Linked DNA regions of Mus musculus: all the other regions are linked to region 4. The links are chromatin contacts, called in public Hi-C, HiCAR-type, HiChIP or PLAC-seq and promoter capture Hi-C maps. All regions are on one chromosome and are shown on one strand. Each heading gives the region's core, a stretch centred on a gene start, on an enhancer-like site or on the middle of the called end of the contact. The rest is flanking DNA. Distances are from core to core; before and after follow the strand shown. Region 1 has its middle 16 kb from the start of Gm30419. Region 2 has its middle 9.2 kb from the start of Gm41594. Region 3 holds the start of Apobec2 (apolipoprotein B mRNA editing enzyme, catalytic polypeptide 2). Region 4 holds the start of Lrfn2 (leucine rich repeat and fibronectin type III domain containing 2). Region 5 holds the start of Mocs1 (molybdenum cofactor synthesis 1). Region 6 has its middle 41 kb from the start of Gm30475.

Evidence for each region. Promoter capture Hi-C pulls out the DNA fragments that hold promoters and counts their contacts. Hi-C and Micro-C count contacts between places; a contact is called where the count stands out from the background. HiCAR-type assays count read pairs that join an accessible place to other places. HiChIP or PLAC-seq counts read pairs in DNA pulled down with a chosen protein or histone mark.
Region 1: a contact with region 4 is called in a Hi-C map of cerebellar granule neurons, with 4 times the contacts expected there. The contact joins the enhancer-like site here to the promoter of Lrfn2 in region 4. A contact is called at or near these places in 5 of 39 promoter capture datasets (the SN4741 cell line, cranial neural crest, frontonasal cranial neural crest and 2 more), 13 of 484 Hi-C or Micro-C datasets (cerebellar granule neurons, cerebral cortex, cortical neurons and 7 more), 5 of 115 datasets of contacts at active chromatin or transcription factors (VIP interneurons, astrocytes, embryonic forebrain and 2 more) and 1 of 9 other capture datasets (embryonic stem cells).
Region 2: a contact with region 4 is called in a promoter capture Hi-C map of liver, with 3 times the contacts expected there. The contact joins the enhancer-like site here to the promoter of Lrfn2 in region 4. A contact is called at or near these places in 12 of 39 promoter capture datasets (the 3T3-L1 cell line, cranial neural crest, embryonic stem cells and 6 more) and 6 of 115 datasets of contacts at active chromatin or transcription factors (astrocytes, bone marrow-derived macrophages, embryonic basal ganglia and 3 more).
Region 3: a contact with region 4 is called in a HiCAR-type map of astrocytes, with 5 times the contacts expected there. The contact joins the promoter of Apobec2 here to the promoter of Lrfn2 in region 4. A contact is called at or near these places in 1 of 39 promoter capture datasets (cranial neural crest), 2 of 484 Hi-C or Micro-C datasets (cerebellar granule neurons and cortical neurons) and 8 of 115 datasets of contacts at active chromatin or transcription factors (astrocytes, bone marrow-derived macrophages, cardiomyocytes and 5 more).
Region 5: a promoter capture Hi-C map of liver shows a contact between it and region 4. The contact joins the promoter of Mocs1 here to the promoter of Lrfn2 in region 4. A contact is called at or near these places in 7 of 39 promoter capture datasets (cranial neural crest, embryonic stem cells, frontonasal cranial neural crest and 4 more), 1 of 484 Hi-C or Micro-C datasets (uterus) and 10 of 115 datasets of contacts at active chromatin or transcription factors (bone marrow-derived dendritic cells, bone marrow-derived macrophages, embryonic basal ganglia and 6 more).
Region 6: a contact with region 4 is called in an H3K4me3 HiChIP or PLAC-seq map of embryonic basal ganglia, with 3 times the contacts expected there. The contact joins the enhancer-like site here to the promoter of Lrfn2 in region 4. A contact is called at or near these places in 11 of 39 promoter capture datasets (cranial neural crest, embryonic stem cells, epiblast stem cells and 5 more), 2 of 484 Hi-C or Micro-C datasets (cerebral cortex and uterus), 8 of 115 datasets of contacts at active chromatin or transcription factors (bone marrow-derived macrophages, embryonic basal ganglia, embryonic forebrain and 5 more) and 1 of 9 other capture datasets (liver).

What each region holds. Positions count from the first base shown.
Region 1 is chr17:48,597,294-48,599,993 of GRCm38.p6, forward strand. No RefSeq gene overlaps it. Among named protein-coding and RNA genes, the nearest start is that of Gm30419, 16 kb to the left of the region's middle. Within about 2 kb of position 1,263, at least 8 of the 459 cell types and tissues checked have an H3K27ac peak or open chromatin away from gene starts, as enhancers often do. A contact at or near this core is called in cerebellar granule neurons, where this site is marked.
Region 2 is chr17:49,367,796-49,370,495 of GRCm38.p6, forward strand. No RefSeq gene overlaps it. Among named protein-coding and RNA genes, the nearest start is that of Gm41594, 9.2 kb to the right of the region's middle. Within about 2 kb of position 1,311, at least 6 of the 459 cell types and tissues checked have an H3K27ac peak or open chromatin away from gene starts, as enhancers often do. A contact at or near this core is called in liver, where this site is marked.
Region 3 is chr17:48,431,476-48,434,175 of GRCm38.p6, forward strand. Apobec2 (apolipoprotein B mRNA editing enzyme, catalytic polypeptide 2) reads right to left here and starts at 1,253. Exons shown (of 3, transcript NM_009694.3): 1 at 1,004-1,253. The coding sequence starts at 1,134.
Region 4 is chr17:48,931,278-48,933,977 of GRCm38.p6, forward strand. Lrfn2 (leucine rich repeat and fibronectin type III domain containing 2) reads left to right here and starts at 1,305. Exons shown (of 3, transcript NM_027452.3): 1 at 1,305-1,541.
Region 5 is chr17:49,427,033-49,429,732 of GRCm38.p6, forward strand. It overlaps Mocs1 (molybdenum cofactor synthesis 1), which reads left to right and starts at 1,332. Exons shown (of 11, transcript NM_020042.2): 1 at 1,332-1,532. The coding sequence starts at 1,410.
Region 6 is chr17:49,211,816-49,214,515 of GRCm38.p6, forward strand. No RefSeq gene overlaps it. Among named protein-coding and RNA genes, the nearest start is that of Gm30475, 41 kb to the left of the region's middle. Within about 2 kb of position 1,291, at least 3 of the 459 cell types and tissues checked have an H3K27ac peak or open chromatin away from gene starts, as enhancers often do. A contact at or near this core is called in embryonic basal ganglia, where this site is marked.

The sequences.
Region 1 (2,700 bases), core at 13-2,512, 330 kb before region 4:
TTGAATTTGTAGCTCTCAGCTTAACATTAGTGTATCTGAAAAGAAAACTAAACTTCAGGAGTTTTATTAAAAAAATATTTAAGGGCTGTGGCTCAGTAGAATGCACTTTTAAAAAAGATTTATTTTTCTTTTTATTTATGTGTATGTGTGTATGTCTGTCTGTGTGTGGCTATGTGCACATGAGTGCAGTTACCCGTGGTGACCAGAAGAGGGCACAATCCCAACCATGGCACTGGTGGAGGCTGAAGGATCAACAATGCAGGTCCATTTGCAGCCTCAGTCAGCTCAAGGCTCACCCAGGCTACAGGAGACCCTGTTATTATTATTATTATTATTATTATTATTATTATTATTATTATTATTATTAATTTTACATATTCACTTTATGTCCCACTCACTGCCCCCCACCTCAGCCACCCCCTCCCACAATCCTTGCCTCTCCCCTTCTCTCCCTGGGTCTTCCCCCACCCTTATACTTCAAGTCTCTGTAAGGCTAGGTACATACTCTCACACTGAGGCCAGACAGGGCAGCCCAGTTAGAACATATCGAATGTACAGGCAACAGCTTTTGGGATAGCTCCCGCTCCAGTTGTTTGGGACATGAAGACCAAGCTGCACATCTGCTACTTGTGTGCAGGGAGGCCAAAGACCAGCCCATGTATGGTTCTTTTGTTGATGGTTTCGTCTCTGAGAGCCCATAAGGGTCCAGGTTAATTGTCTCTATTGGTCTTCCTGTGGAGTTCCTATCCCATTAGGGGCTGCAATTCTTCTTCCTGTTCTTCCATAAGAATCCCCAAGCTCCATCCACTGTTTGGCTGTGGCTGTCTGCATCTGTTTGAGCCAGCTGCTGGGTGGAGCCTCTCAGAGGACAGCCATGCTAGACTCTTGTCTGCATACATAACAGAGTTTCTATCATTAACAGCATCGGGGATTGGTGCTTGCCCATGGGATGGAGAACCTGTTTCTAAACAACAAATGAAAAATAGCTCACCCAACACATTCATTCTTTCAACAAATAGACTAATAACAGGCACCATGTGCCAGGCTCTGCCGGGGAGCTGGGAGTTCAAGAACAAGGTAGAGCAGCTACCCTCCCTAGCCTTCTCTGAGATGAGCAGAGTCTGCCCCTCAGAACCCAACCCAAGGCCGAAGGCAAGCGCAGAGAGTGGATGAGGTCTGTGGGCTCCTGACGACAGGTGAGAGCCAAACAAGATGCCACGTCAGGTCATGGACAGACGATCCCAGGCTGGGCAGAGTCCAGAACCTGGAGCCAATATTCTTGCTGCCACTTTGTCCTCAGTGACCTTTGCTCCTTTCCACAAGGTGGCTGGGACGGGTCGTGAGCAGGAAAATATGAACCCTTTATACTTTCCCACTCTGCTCTTATGGTGGCAACTGGGTGCTTACCAGACTTTCACAGAGCGTGGGCTTTCTGGCAACCAGGCTGGGAGCTGCAGGGTGAGCTGGCAGCTCCAAGGAGCCAGGTCAGGGTTAACGGGATCATATGGCCTTGTTTAGATGCTTGGGATTTTATTTTAGAGCCTGTGTCATTTGGCTCTGGGTGTCAGGAAGCTACTTTCCACTGCCTCAGTGCTCTGCTTCCTGCAGATCTCGGCATGGAGATTCCTCTGATGTCCACAGATCCAACTTCAGGGCAGATGGAGGGCTGGGCTCTGGTCCTGCACTCCTCCCGTCTTTGTGCAAAGCCCACAGGCTCGCATTGGATGGGACGACTTCGGTATCCTTTCAACCTGGCCCTCCCCACAGTAAACAGTATTTATCCTTTATGCACATCGGTATATTTGCCCGCATGCGTGCCTGTGCACCGTGAGTTTGCCTGATGCTAGCAGAGACCAGAAGACAGAGTCGGATCCCTTGGAACCGGAGTTAGAGACAGTTGTGAGTCACCACATAGGTTCTGGGAATTGAACCCGAGTCTTTTGCAGGAGCAGTAGTCGGTGTTCTCGCCGCTGAGCCATCTTGCCAGCATGCTCCCCTCCCCATTTCTGAGGGCTTTTCCTCCACCCAATATGTTGGCAGCCGAGGTTCGGCTACACCAACTGTCTCTTTCTCCTCCCTTCTGTTCTCCCTCTCTCCCCTGCTTCCTTATTATCTTTCTTCACCCCTACTCTACTTCTCTTCCACCTTCCTCTGTCTCTCCCTGCTCTCTTTTATCCCCTTTGAAGTCCTAGTCTGTCTTCTCCTTTCCTCTGTCCTCCCCCTCCATTTCCCTGTCATCTTCCCCCCTCTTCCTGCTTCTTTTACTTTCCTCTTTCTTACAGGAGCCAGCAGGCCTGGTAGTAAGCTTTGGCCTTCTTAGACAGCTGCTTACCCCAGGTGCTCCATCCTCAGGCCCAGGGAAGAGTCCTCCCTCTCCAAGCTGATGTCCAGATACTTCTCCCACAGCCTCCTGTTGTTTGAGATTGCATGCCTTCACCTCCAGCAGAGCCTTCCAGTCCACAGGGAGGGATCACAAACAAAAAACGTTGCCTGTGCCTTTGCCATGGACCCCATGTGCTTTTGGCCTTGGTGCTGGGGCTGAGTCTGCCAAGGAGATCGTCTTTGTTCTTTCCCTTTCCTTATCTGGGTATGTGAAGAGTCTCTGCAGCCCTTTCCTGCCCTATGGGGTATTGTAATTGGTCTTCACTTGGTTGCAAGACACAGACTGGCTCAGACTGGTCCCTCCCAGCTCAGGATAAA
Region 2 (2,700 bases), core at 61-2,560, 440 kb after region 4:
CATCTGATCTTAATTTCAGATAAACAATTTTTAAATGAATAACTTGTCTATCTACACGGCTAGCCAACATCTGTCCCAAAGATGAAGCATCAGTTGTTTAACTGAATGGCTTCCAGAATTAGTAATCTTTGAAGTGAACTACAAACGAGCAAAATGAGTGTTTATATTTTTCCCTTGGTTATTGTGATGGTTAATATTAATTATTAACTCGACAGTCTCTTACCCAATTCAGCTCATTGATGGAAGAAGACCCATCGTAGCTGTGGTGACATCATTCCTTGGGAAGGATCCTGGACTGTCATAAATGGAGTCATGAATGTCATAAATGGCTGAGCCTTAGCACTGCATTTACCTTGGCTTCCTGACTGTGGATGCTGATATGAAATATAGTGTGGTGGTGGAGGAGGGGTCCCCCTGAGAAATTATGCCATGCAATAGATGTAGTATAAAGGGGCTTTCTTGGGGGAAGTGAGGGGAGTGAGGGCCTGGAGAAGGGATAGAGACAGATGAGTGGACATATAGACAGATGGAAGCAGAGCCATGAGGGAGGGGAGGAGGGACAGAGAAGGACACAGCAGAGGAGAGAGAGACCAGAAAGAGAACTGGACTGCAGGCAGTCCTTTTATATGCAGCCCTCACCTGCCAGCAGCAGGCAATGGGGGCAGGTGATGGTGTAAGCAGGTGCTAGGTCCCCATGAGGAGCCCAGAAGAATCGCCTGTAAGCTCATAGATGCAATGTGGCTGTCTGTCTTGACCTTTCCACCATGGTGGACTCTAGCCTTGACTGTGAGCCACAATACACTATTTCTCCCTCAGGTTGCTCGTGTCAGGGCATTTTATCACAACAACCCCAAAATCCTTGACTGAAGCAATTTGAGGACTGAAAGGTTCAGTTGCCATGGTTATTCTAAATCTAGCCAAGTTGACAAAGCCTTCACCTTTGTTTGCAACTCTCTAGCCATTAAATCCTTTGAATCTTGTGAATGGCAAGTGTCATTTATATGCTAATATAAATGAAGCCATAAAGGGTTTCATAGTGGGGGCTGGTTATTAGAAACAAGGTGTAATTAAAAGACTGGATTTTGGCCCCATGATCCTCCAGGAGACAGAGGCTAAAGATAGAGGTTATTACCAATGGCAACATCAATCACACCTATATGATGAAATCTCCATGCAATTTCAAAAGGACAGGCTTGGATGCTTCCAGATCCAAATGGACTCTAGACTTTCTTGTGTAAGTCTGCTGAGAGCAAGGATTGCACACTTGTACCTTTGCTTCTGGAATATTTGTTCTCAGTGTCCAGCTGAACATTCAATAAAGCCAACTGCTGTTAGACATTGTACTGTTCAGTAGTGATAGGTGATTTCTCTGCTACCTGTGAACTGAGCCAATTCAAACCAGATTAGATGCAGGTTTATTGGGAAGCTGATCTCAGGGGTGTTCACTGGTCCCAAGAACAGAGGCCAGAGAAGTCCCCTTAGGGAGGTGGAGACGGGGAAGAGAAAGAGAGAAAGGGTGACCACACTGGGAGAGGAGAGGAAAAAAGCGGGGAGCCTAAAATGTCTGGATTATATAGGGAGGAGCCTTGGGGAAAGGGCAGCCCAGCCCCTGGGCTGGAAAGTACAGGGCTGGGGGCAGGTGTGCCAAGCAGGAACTGAGGGATTCTGGGAGAGCCTGGAGGCCAGGTCTGCAAAATATGCACCTCAGTCCCAATTCTCCCTCAGCCCCCATACCAAACGGGAATTTCTGATTGCTGATTGAGTTTCCGTGTTGGCTCTAGACCTGTTTATATTTTCTTTTATTTTACCAGTTGGTTTTGGTTGAGTTTGTAGACATTCAGCCATTTTACCCAAGTCAACTAATATGGGGGGGGGGGGCAGGGAATGACTCTTAGAATCCTTTTATAGACCCTCTTCCACAAAACCTGCTGCACCCTTCTTTAATTTCTTAGTCTTTCTTTTCTTAGGTTAGCTAGAGCTTTGCTGATTTCTTCCTCAGAGAGCTAACATTTCCCGTCCTGTGCCTGTTTCATTTATCTCTGCTCTAATTTTTCTCTCCTATCTTCTGCTATCTTCAGGTTTAATATTTACTCTCTTTAGTTTCTTAGGTACAATGTCTGATGATTTGAAATCTCAGCTTCAGCTTCAGGTATAAAATGTCCCCCTCGGCACTGCTTTTATTGCATCCGTGAGTTTGGGATATTTCCTTTCGTTTTCATTTGTCTCAAGCTTCAGTTTTCATTGTGATTTCTCCCCCTTTGATTTATAAGAATGTGTTGTCTAATTCCAGGTACCCTTACATTGCTAGTCTCCTTGTGATTAGGAAATAAACTCTCACTGATTTTAATCCTTTTATAATTATTAAGGTATGTGTAGCCTAACACGTTCTGTCCTCAACTGCTCCATATCCACTTGAGAAAAATTATTATTACCAGCACTCATGAGTGTTTGGCACCTGCACAATTGGTCTAGCTCATTACTCAAGTCCCATTCTCTAACGGATCCTCTGTGTGGTGGTTCTGTCCACTCTTTGAAGTAGGCTATTGAAATTTCCTGCTGTTCTCATAGGCTGGCTATTGATTCAAGTCTTTTAAAGTTTGCCCCAGACTTAGGAGTGCTAAAGTTCAGGCCATGCCATGGTAGGAATATAAAATAGCCCCCGTGGACTCGTGTGTTTGAACACTTGCTCCCCAGCTGTGG
Region 3 (2,700 bases), core at 3-2,502, 500 kb before region 4:
TAGAGGCCAGGCCTGGAGCAATACAGGTCAAGCATAAAACAGCAAGTCCAAACTGCTCCCCAGGGCTGCTCCTCCTCCTTCAGGCCTTTGTTCCTCCTGAGACTTGGTGTGCCCCCACCCAGCCTTTGCGCGCATTGCTGGAGAAATGCTATGAAGGGAACCGAAGTTCAGGAAGGAAACTTGGATTTAGCGGCATCTTCCTCTCTAGGAATAGAGAGAGATAAGGAGAAAGGCTACTTGCATTCATTTCTGGGGGCAACACAATCTGGACAAGAGGGGACCCTGTAGACTAACTTGAGCCCAGTGGCTATAAACTGTGCTTAAGCTTCCAGTATCTGCAGCTTGGAGATGACTTCTTGCTGGGGCCATCTTTAAATATGCCGTTCTCACTGAACTTGTTGGGATTGGGCTATATGCACAGGCAGATGATGTCCGATACCCCGCAAGACCGATCGCTGCCAGGGCCCCTTCTCCTTCTCCACAGCATCCATACCACCACTCTTCCAGAAACTTCTCTCAGTATGGCACCCATTCTGCCTTTGCACATTTGCAGAGACTGCCATGAAGAAAATGTTATGTAGTTTCATTCTGGGGGTTCCATTCCTTCCACATCCTCCTGATTACAGGGTCTAAGTTGTCACCTCAAAAAGCCAAGAGTATCTGGACCTGGTGTTAGCTGCTTTTAATCCCAGCAATGAAGAGGCAGAGGCAGGAGGAGGATCGCTGTGAGTTCAAGACCAGCCTGGTCTACATAGTGCGATCCAGGCCAGCCAGAGTTACATGGTAAAACACTGATTCAAATTAATTAATTAATTAATTAATTAATTAATTAATTAATTAAAAAAGACAAGAGGCCTTTGCTGCCCAGAAGCCTCCTGCTAGCATGCTGGACGCACAGCTTGTGGCTGACCTTGGGCTTCCCTATTCTTGTCCTAACCTTCCACAGCCTGCTCAGACCCCACCCTTTCCCAGGCAGGAGCCCCAGCCCCCACACAAGGCTTACCCAGTGACAATCTCGAAGGGCGGAAGATCGATCAGCTCTTTCAGCTTCTCAGGGTCTTCCAGGTTCTCCAAATCATCTCCATTCTGAGAGGCTGGCGCCGCAGCCTCAGCGGCCTCTTCCTTCTGAGCCATGGAGGAACTGTGGCCGAAATGTGGAGAGGTTGTCAAGCCAGCCAAGGGCCTGGCGGCAGAGTCCCAAGCAGCTGTCAGCAGCTAAGCCTGGCTGGGGATGACAGAGAGAGGACCGGATTTGGTGCTCCCCACAACTCAGCTGCAGGCTTTATAAGCAGGCCCTCCCGCCCCACCCTTGGAGCTCTCTCACTCATCTTTTTTTAATTGGATGACTGACAGGGTGACAGGGTGGGGGAATGGAAACTCTGGCCATGTGTATTCCCCCTATTTATCAGCAGGCAGACAGGAAGCTGGCAGGTGGGGAGGGCTGGGCCAATTCTACCCCGTCTCTCCTCTCTCGTTTACCCAGACTCGACTGAGTTTTAGGGGAGAAGGCCTCTCATTGTTTTAAACAGATAAGGCCTGTGATGAAGGAGGGACTTGTAGTGACCCCCCTCCCCCGCCCACGTTGGGGGGAACTCGGGTTTAGGAAAAGAGGGTCTTTGTGGGACATGAGTTAGAAACCAATGATTTGAGAGGAGAATGTCTGTTGCTACTCAGGGTCTGCATGTTATGTTCGTTGTGAGCCCGAGTGGGTAGGTGGATGGATGCGCGTTTGCGCATGCGCACGAGCATATGCTCGCCCGTGAGTGCATCGGCCAGAAGACCTGATCAGGTGCCTTCCTCTGTCAATCTCCACCTATTTCTTTGAGGCAGGCCATCTCCTTAAACCTAATGCTTCACACTCCGAGTTAGGCTTGAAGGCAGTAAACCCCCGGCCATCCTCAGGCCTCTGCCCTGCTCAGAGTCTTCGTCCCCTTCATCAGTCCTGTGCCTGCCTGAGGGCGCATGCTGAGCAGATGCTCTGTTGGCAACGGTTCCAGGCACTGAGGTGCAGAACAGACCAAAGGAAGAAGCAAAGAAAAGCCCTGCTCTCCCGGAGCTTGCAGGGGTCAGCTGCTATATCCGCTAAGTAAAATAACTTCATGTGTTTTGGTAAGTGCTGGGGAGAACTGGCAAGGAAGCATCTGAAAAAGACAAAGAGTGAGATTACATTTTGAAAAGATGTTTACTTTTTCTTTATTTCCTTGTTTGTTCTTGAGAAAGAGTCTCTCTGTCTTGACCAGCCTGGCCTTGAACCCACAAAGGCATGTGCCACTACACCTGATCCTTATTTTTTATTTTTAGTTATCTGCTGTTAAGTCTCTGGGTGCATATATGCATATAAGTGCAGATGCCTGCAGAGGCCAGAAGAGGGCGTCAGATACCTTGGAGGTGGAATGCAGGAAGCTATGAGCTGCCCCATGTGGGTACTGTATTCCAGTCGTCTGCAAGAGCAATGTGTGCTCGTAACTTCTGGGCCATCTATCTCTTTAGCCCCAAGATTACATTTTGATAAGGAAGGACTTTGGAAAGAAACGGATCAGTCCAAAGGAGACAAAGGAAACATTCATCTGACTATCTAAAAGGAAAGTTCTCCGAGCAGACGTGGAGGGGGTGGGGGAAGAGGTAGGGGAAGGTGTGTACAGGAGAATTCTTAGGGGTGGGGACAGAGGCCCTGAGATTTACTGCTGTGCTCCAGGAAGC
Region 4 (2,700 bases), core at 55-2,554:
CTGGAGCAACATCGGCATTCCCCAGTTCATGTCCTCTACAGGGAAATATACGGCGGCACTTCAAACCCTAGGCTTACCTTCCCCAGAAACTGGCCACTGAGAGCCCAGAGGCCACTAAGACTCTGCTGAACTAGTTTGGTGATTCTAAGCCTACGACCAGCCCAGAGTGATTACTCTGCTACCTACCACGTGCCTTAGACATTTCGCTTTAATCTAGAACCTCGGAATCGTACTATGTCACGTGAGGGTGGGTGGAGGAGGATGGTCTGCTGGGCTGTCAAACAAGAGCTTCCATTCGCCTAGACAGTCTTGAAATGTTCAGGAAAAGTCTGTCGTGTGTGTCGTGTGCAACTAGCACGGGTTGCTATAGGAGCCAAAGTGATGGCTCCTAGCTGGGTTCAGGGCTGGGTGGGCACGATCCTCCCATCACCAACCCCACCCGCAGCCCCGAGCCAACGCGGTCCAATTTTCCTCCAGCAGGCGGCGGGCTGGTAGCTGTGTGCAAGGCGTACTCTGCACGAGAGGCGGCAGTACGGACTCGACCTGGCCGCGGGGATAACCGTGCGCAGGAGCTGTCGTGTCACTGCGCGGCGGATCAAGCGGGTCCTCGGGGTTCTCAGGGCTCGCGGCCCCGCTGGGCTGCAGTTCCAACCCATTTACTCCGAACCAACGCTGCTAGAACCGAGGATCCTCCGGGGCTGTGGATCCCGGCTGAAGCAGGATCTGGGGTCCGGAGCTACTGCAGCTCCGCCAGCGGCCACTGGGGGCTGCAGTGCTGGAGAGCCCGGCGGGGACAGAGCGCTTCGCTCTGCCTCGGAGTCCTGGGGCGCCTTGGGTTTCTAAGGCTGTCTGCACCGCTGGCCGCAGCTGCCTGCATAACCCGCACAGCATCCTCACAGATCCGTGCGTGCGACCGCTGCGTGTGTGTGTGTGTGTGTGTGTGTGTGTGTGTGTGTGTGAGAGAGAGAGAGAGAGAGAGAGAGAGAGCGCTTTGCGCGCACGCGTGGGGGGGGCCAGTGGTGTGCATGCGGGGAGTGCGGGGGAGTGTATGTGTGTGTGTGCCTGTGGGTGTGAGTGCCTTGCTCACACACACACACACACACACACACACACACGACAGACTGGTCTGAACTTGAAGACATCCCACATTCCAAGAGGCTGCAGGTTCCTGGGGATGCCAGGGGGGTTCTTCAACAAGGAAAATCCTACCCTCATCTTCCTAGAAGGGATTATCTTTTTTTATCCTTTTTCCCCCTTATTTTTTTAAAATCTGGAAGAGAAGAGCACAAGTTGTACTCCCCCTCCCGCCCCTTCTTCTTGCTAAATGCCATGGATATAACTGAATAAGCTGCTCAGGGCTCTCCCCGCGTGGATGGTCCGAGGCCACCATCTGCCTGCCTTCGCTGGATCGCTGCAGCTGGAGCGCTTAGCGTGAGCCTGTCTCCGGCCAGGAAGGATGCGTGGCCGAGCCAAGGAGCCCGGGCGCCCTGCGGAGCCGGCCTTGGAGCCTCCCCGCCACGGGTAGATGCCGCCTTGCCCAGGTGAGTGGCTGTCGCTGCTGCTGCGTCTTGGCGACGCTGGGTGTCCGCGGGAGATGGGCGCAGGGATGTGCGCACCTGGGGGAACAGGGGAACTTTGCCTCTTTTCCTGCCTCACTTGCGGACTTCCTCCATCCTATAGACTCCTGTGGATGCCTTCTCTATTCCATCCTTCCTTCTATATTGTGTTTTGATAGAGTGGGGGAAGGGGAGAAACTGATGGGGAGGGAGGAGAGCGGGTCCTGGTGAGGCTTCAGACCGGTCTGGGTTAGGCTTGGAAGCTGGAGAAAGAGACCTCAGTCTCCTACAAAGGCAATCCTTGAATGCAGAACTTTGCCGCTAGACCATGCTGTTGCGTGTTAGCACATGCCAGGCCTGGCTAGGACGGTGCTGAGGTCTGGGTGACTATTCTGGGGTCTTCAGGAGCTTGGTTCCTGGACGGGTGGGGTGGAGACAGGGGGGGGGGCAGCGATGGAGTGCCGTGGAGGAGGGGAGGGAGGCATGGTTGCAGGGACCCTATCCTGGCCTCAGGCAGATCTAACCAAGATCAGGAGGACTCTGTGTGCCCACTCGGGTTGCTGAGAATGCCATGATAAAGCAGTATGTAAGCCGGTGTTAGCCATGCCCATGTTGGTAGTCCTCTGTCTCTCACTCAGCCCTGCCCTGCTTCTAAGGCTGGCCTGAGCAAGAATTGAGACCGAGACCAGCAGACAGCTCCCAGGAGGAGGGCAGTGCCTTGCTCCCCACCTTCCCCACAGAGAGCACAAAGGACAGAAGCGTTGGGTTCCAGGGAAAGGAGTCCAGACATCATCGAAAGAGAGAGAGATTGAGAGAGAGAGAGAGAGAGAGAGAGAGAGAGAGAGAGAGAGAGAGAGAGCAGGAATCAGGCAAAGCCTGCAGAGGAACCGAGCACGACTCATGCCAAGTACACTCAGAAACAGCTGCAGACGGACAGACACCTGCAGGGAGAGGGCTGTCAGAGCCTGTCCCTCTGAGCTGGAGCCACATGCATGCCTAGAAATGTTAGCCCTCTGTCCTGGTTAAAGCAGTGCATTTGCATGTGTGTCTGTCTGTCTGTCTGTCTGTGTCTGTCCATGTCTGTCTGTCTGTTTGTCTGTCTGTGGCTTGAAAGATCTGACCCCTGGGGCAGAGTGGAAACCCA
Region 5 (2,700 bases), core at 82-2,581, 500 kb after region 4:
ACTTCCTCTTCCAACTACAGCTCACACATGCTCTATGCTGGTCGTGGCTTCATGGTACCTGAGCACAGGTAACCAGTCACGTGCCAGAATGTAGAACAAGATAAGATGTAAGTTATGATTCTAATCAGAGAAGAGCCTAACTATATGGCCAATGTAGTTGTAAATATATTTTGAATCTGAGTCTTCTTTCTGGGAGCATGGGACTGGGAGAAAGAACCAGGCCTAACTTCTACAAGGTTTGGGCAGTTTAATCAGCTACACAGCTCTGGAAAAATTGCCTCCACTCTCTGAGACTTTTTTCCTTAATTGCTACACAAACTTTCTATCCACACCAGGGTCATGGGATTGATGGTTAGCTCAGAGTTCTGTGTGTAGGGAGCAATTCGAGGGTCACCCATTCTTTTGTGTCTTCCTTTCATAAATCTGTTTTTAAACGGAGAAACAAAGACTATTGATGTATGGGAGACACAACTAGAGTGTCCATAAGAAGGGAGCTGAGATACAAGCAGAGTCTGGTGTAGGGTAAAGTGAAGGCAATTAGTAAAGTTGATGTTTTTAAATAGAATATTGGTATTTTACTGGCGCACCCAAGCAGATTTTTATGTATTGAGATATTATTTGACTTAAGACTATGTCATAAAGTAGCATGCTATTTTGTATGCTAACTTAAAAAATAAGTTAAGGGACTAGAAAGATGGCTCAGTGGTTAAGAGGCCTGACGGCTCTTCCAGGGGACCATCACCCATATGGTATCCTACAACCATCTGTAACTCAGGTTCCAAGGGATCCGACGCCCCCTGCTGGTGTCTATGGCCACCAACTGCGCCATGGTGCACTTAAGGGTGGGCAGGCAAACTCTCATACATTAAAAAATAATTTAAAGAGTAAAAAAAAGAAAATATTATTTTCATTGGAGTCAGAGTTGAAGGGCTGTAATCCCAGCACTCGGGAAGCAGATGCAGAAGGCGATCTGTACATTTGAAGCCATCCTGGTTTACAAAGCGAGTTCCAGGGCAGCCAGGGTTACACCTTTGAGACACTGTGTAAGGGTCTCTACTCCCCTGCATAACGAAAAGAAAAAAAAAAGTATAACGTGCCTAGAAGTTTTTATGTCACCCCTTTAAATTCTGCATCTAAAGACAGCTTAAATCCAAGACCAAGCAAAGCTGAAGGAAAAGAACATAGCTCTCCCAGACTTGGCATTTCTGCACAAGAACACGCTTCCGTCCTGGAAGGGGGCGGAACGCGTGGACTACAACTTCCAGAGGGCAATGCGGAGAGGCACCCTCGCTGATTGGCTACTTGGGCGCCGCCCTCTGCTCCGCCCCTCCGAAATGACTCTGTTCCAGGTCCCGGGCTAGAGTGCTCTGGAGGCCCACTTCAGGCCGGGTACTTCCTTTGCTGACTTCATGGCGGCGCGGCCTGCGTTCGGAATAGTGCGGCAGCTCCTGAGGTCCAATGCTCGGGGTTGCAGCTCGGGGGCTCCGGTGACGCAGCCTCGCCCCGGGGAGCCCTCGAGACCTACCAGGGAGGTGAGCCCACCCAGCCCGCCTGCACACACCTACCTGGAGGGCGATCCAAGCCACCCTAATCTTCAGAATGCACTCTGTCCTGAGGCTTCCTTTGGGGAGGACCCTGGGCACTCACTGCTGGGTTGCTTGAGTTCACTCCTGCCCAGCGGGAAGGACTCCTCAGTTTCCCCTGCACCCCCTTCCCTGGAGAACCACCTAATAACAGGTAGCTGTGCTGCAGCAGGAAAAGGGGGTGCTATTAAGGAGTGAGAGTTAGGTTCCAGTGAGCTGTTCCAGCTTTCGCTTCCACCCAGTCTATTAAACATTATTCCTCACCTCCGGGGAGGAGGGTGCCAGTGCAGTCAGGTGTCCCCCGGACAACTGCTTCTTTGACAAGGACTAAAAAATATTGCTAGCCAGGTGTCCGGCACAGCCGGTTGTCACTTTGTTGTGGCAGGGTTCCATGACCTATCTTCTTTCTCTTGGGATGGGGTGGCCTCATTTGATGAGAACGAGAGCAAGATCAGGTTCCGTGATAAGGAGTTCCTGCCTGTCTTCATAGTGAGGGGCAGGGTCCTGTATTGCACTTCTCCGAGTGTTTCCAGTGACGGTAGGTCTTAAGTTTGTTGTTTTATCTAAATGGTTAGGGAAACCTGCGAAACTGTTCCATCCGCTTCTGTCTTCCAGAACTGAGCGTGAAGTCCCAGGACTCTGAATTTCACAATATTTGCCTCTCCCATCTTGCTCAAGACATAGGCAGGCTTATGTCAGAGCGTTCACTTCCTCAGACTTGCCTCTCTGGGATCCTCAGATAAAGCAGGCTTGTTGTTACAGGGCTCTCCAAACCCTTGAACTTTGTACTTGAGTGAAAAGCGCTAGGATAGCCAAGGCCACCATGGGAGCTCTTAAAAACCGATACTAGCAAAAAATAATTTTTTTCTTCCTCATCATGGATTTTGTGCTTTTTGTGAGGGGGCCTGTGCAGTGTGACTAGCTGATGGCCCCTTGGCCTCACACTCTCTCTTGGGGCACAGTAAAGGTGGGACCTTAAACAGAAACACCTGTGCTAGCCTCTCCCCTGGGGTGCTGTACTAGGTCCTGTTGGACACATCCTACCAGGGCAAGCAGTCATTCTTTCAGTGGTACCTCAGACATTGCTTTCTGCATATCTCACTTGGGACCGTCTTCC
Region 6 (2,700 bases), core at 41-2,540, 280 kb after region 4:
TAGCTCTGTAGTTCAGGCTAACCTTCATGATCCTCCTCCTTCAGCCTGGATGCTGGGATTACAGATGCTTTAAAAAAAAAAGATTTAATTGATGTTTTACATCGTGTAACTATGTGTATCTGTGTGTGGGTGTGTGTGCATGTGCATTGCAGTTGTCTGTGTAGTCCAGAAGAGGCCAGTGGATGGCCCTGGAGCAGTTGGTGTGTGAGCTGCCCAGTGGAGGTGCTGGAAACTGAACCTGGATCCTTTGAAAGAGCAGTAAACACGCCTAACTAGTGAGCACTACTCCAGCCCCAATGATTGTTGGCGACACAGTTAACAAAGAGGTGCTTTTCCAGGCATGGCAAAGCTTGATCGACAGTCCACAGGGAAGGCTGTGGGCAGGATGCTGAGGGTGGGGGTAACATACAGGTCACTCTGGACTGAGCTGGAGAACTCCACAGGGAATGATTTATCCCTCTGAGGTAGAGCAGGGCAGACATTTGAGCGGTCATGGGAAGGAGACAGAGAGGGGTTTCAAAAACCACTCAAATCCTGTATCTTATGACTTTGGGGGACAAAGAGGTAAGGCAGCCATACTCAGCTTCATACTGGCTTGACCAGAAATTGTTGTCTGTAGCAAACTTAAGATGGCACTCTCTCCACCATCTCTGCTGTAACATCTGGCAGGATCTGAAATCTCAGTTCCCACTCTGGATGGAGGCGGCTCATGTCTGGGCCTTCAAGATGGAAGAAGCAGAAGTAAACAGGAGGCTTTCTCCTCCCTCCATTCTCTTAGGGTCTCCTCAGGTACAATATCCAATGTATAGTCAGACCTGGTGGAAATCATCCCACTGCAACATCTGACAGGAAGTTAGACGTGCAGGGAGCGTCCATCCTTATATGCTAAATCTAACTCAAAATCGGAGCCCTGGGTTGGATACCAGGTTTCAACATGCAGAGGCAGAGAAAAGTGGTGTGCAGTTAGAAGAATAAATGCAAGATGCTCAGTTGTCCAACCTTTCCCAGGGTGCTCCGAGCGCTGCCACAAATCACGTGGCCACCTCTGTGTCTTGCGCAGGCGCCGGAGGTACTAGCTCCTGATTGCCTTCTATACCCCCGACAGAGAGACAGCGCTTCGTAATTTCTCCGACCCCAACCTGCTGTGTGTGGTGATCAAACTCCTATCTGTCTGTATCCTTTTTAGATCCCCGGCCTGCTTCTAAGTCTTCAAAGAGACAAGACTCATTTCACATGTAAGGTGTTTCCACGAAGCTGCAGCGCTGACGGAAACCAGGCGCCGTCTCCACACCTGGCCCATTGATCCGCACCAAACCGCTCTAATTAGCACATTGCGCTATGATTAGGCTTCCAGAGGAAGCAAGCCAAATGCCATTAATTATGGACGTGATCTTGAATTATTCACTTGGAATGTATTTTTTCCTTGATATGCCCCTTTCATTTCCAACTAACTTTTTGTCACACCCAAGAAGAGATCTAATTAAGCCTGAAAAAAGCAGAGGTTTGTTATTTTAATGAAAAGGTAAACTGAAAATTAATCACCTCCCCCCTCCCCCCTTAGTGGTAATTGCTGATGATCAGGAGGCTGGTAGAGGAAGAAATGAGATGAATTCTCTCTCTCTCTCTCTCTCTCTCTCTCTCTCTCTCTCTCTCTCTCTCCCTCTCTCTCATTTTTATTCATTTTTAAGAATGCATTTATATACATGGCTCATATGCACCATATGCACATGTACCACGATGCACATGAGGAGATCAAAGGACAATTTGTAGGATCTGAGTCTCTTCACTATGTGGGTTCTGGAGATAGAAGACCTGCCAGGCTTGACAGCCAGTGCCTGCATCTACTGGGCTATTGCAATGAGCCCTACCTGTCTTCTCTCTTTGCAGATCTATAGTTCCGGCCCCTCTATGCTACCCAGCTCATTTCTGTTGTAAGCCTCCAAGGGGATTTCTTAGGCCAGTTCTGCAGAGTCGGTGCACTGATCATGTGCAAATGGTGTATTTAGAGATCTGGGAGCAAATACAAAGGCAGCTCAGCAAAGAAGGGAGTTTTAGGTAAGACCCAGCTGGAACTCTGGGCACCAGATACACCCCAGTCTCTGGGAGACTTAGGATGGAGGCTTTCAGATATGCACAGCTGTCAGACATGTCCCACCGTTGGTGCCTGCTTAGCAAGTGTGGAACTAACCACTCCAGGGCATGGCCTTGGGAAATGAAGTGGCCAGGTCTCAGAGCTCCACATGGATAGAGAGGACCCAAAGGGTTGCTCAGCAAAAGCCCTCAGCATTAGCATCTACTGAATGGGAGAAGCATGGCAGGACTTGAGGCAGCAGAGGACAGAACAGCCATGCTTCTTCAGGGCTCTAAAAGATCAGCCCCCTGTGGGGTGTGCTGTGAGGTTCAGGTGCTCTGCTTACTCTGAAGGCCCAGCCTAAGTCCTGAGGTGCGGCAGAGACACAGGGAAATCCCGCTGGATTTTTGTACCAGTATCAGAAATTAGTCCAAAGGGGTTATCAATGGGCAAAAGCAAATCATGAGAAAACCCGGAGAAAACACAGAAACCTGTGACTTAACGGTAATGACTGGAAGAGCCCAGACATCAGGAGAGGGTTTTCTTGAAGAGAGAGTTGAAGCACAAGTTGGGGAAAAGAAAAATTTAGGTGTCTTGGGCACCTGCATTGGAATCTGTGTTTCATCAAA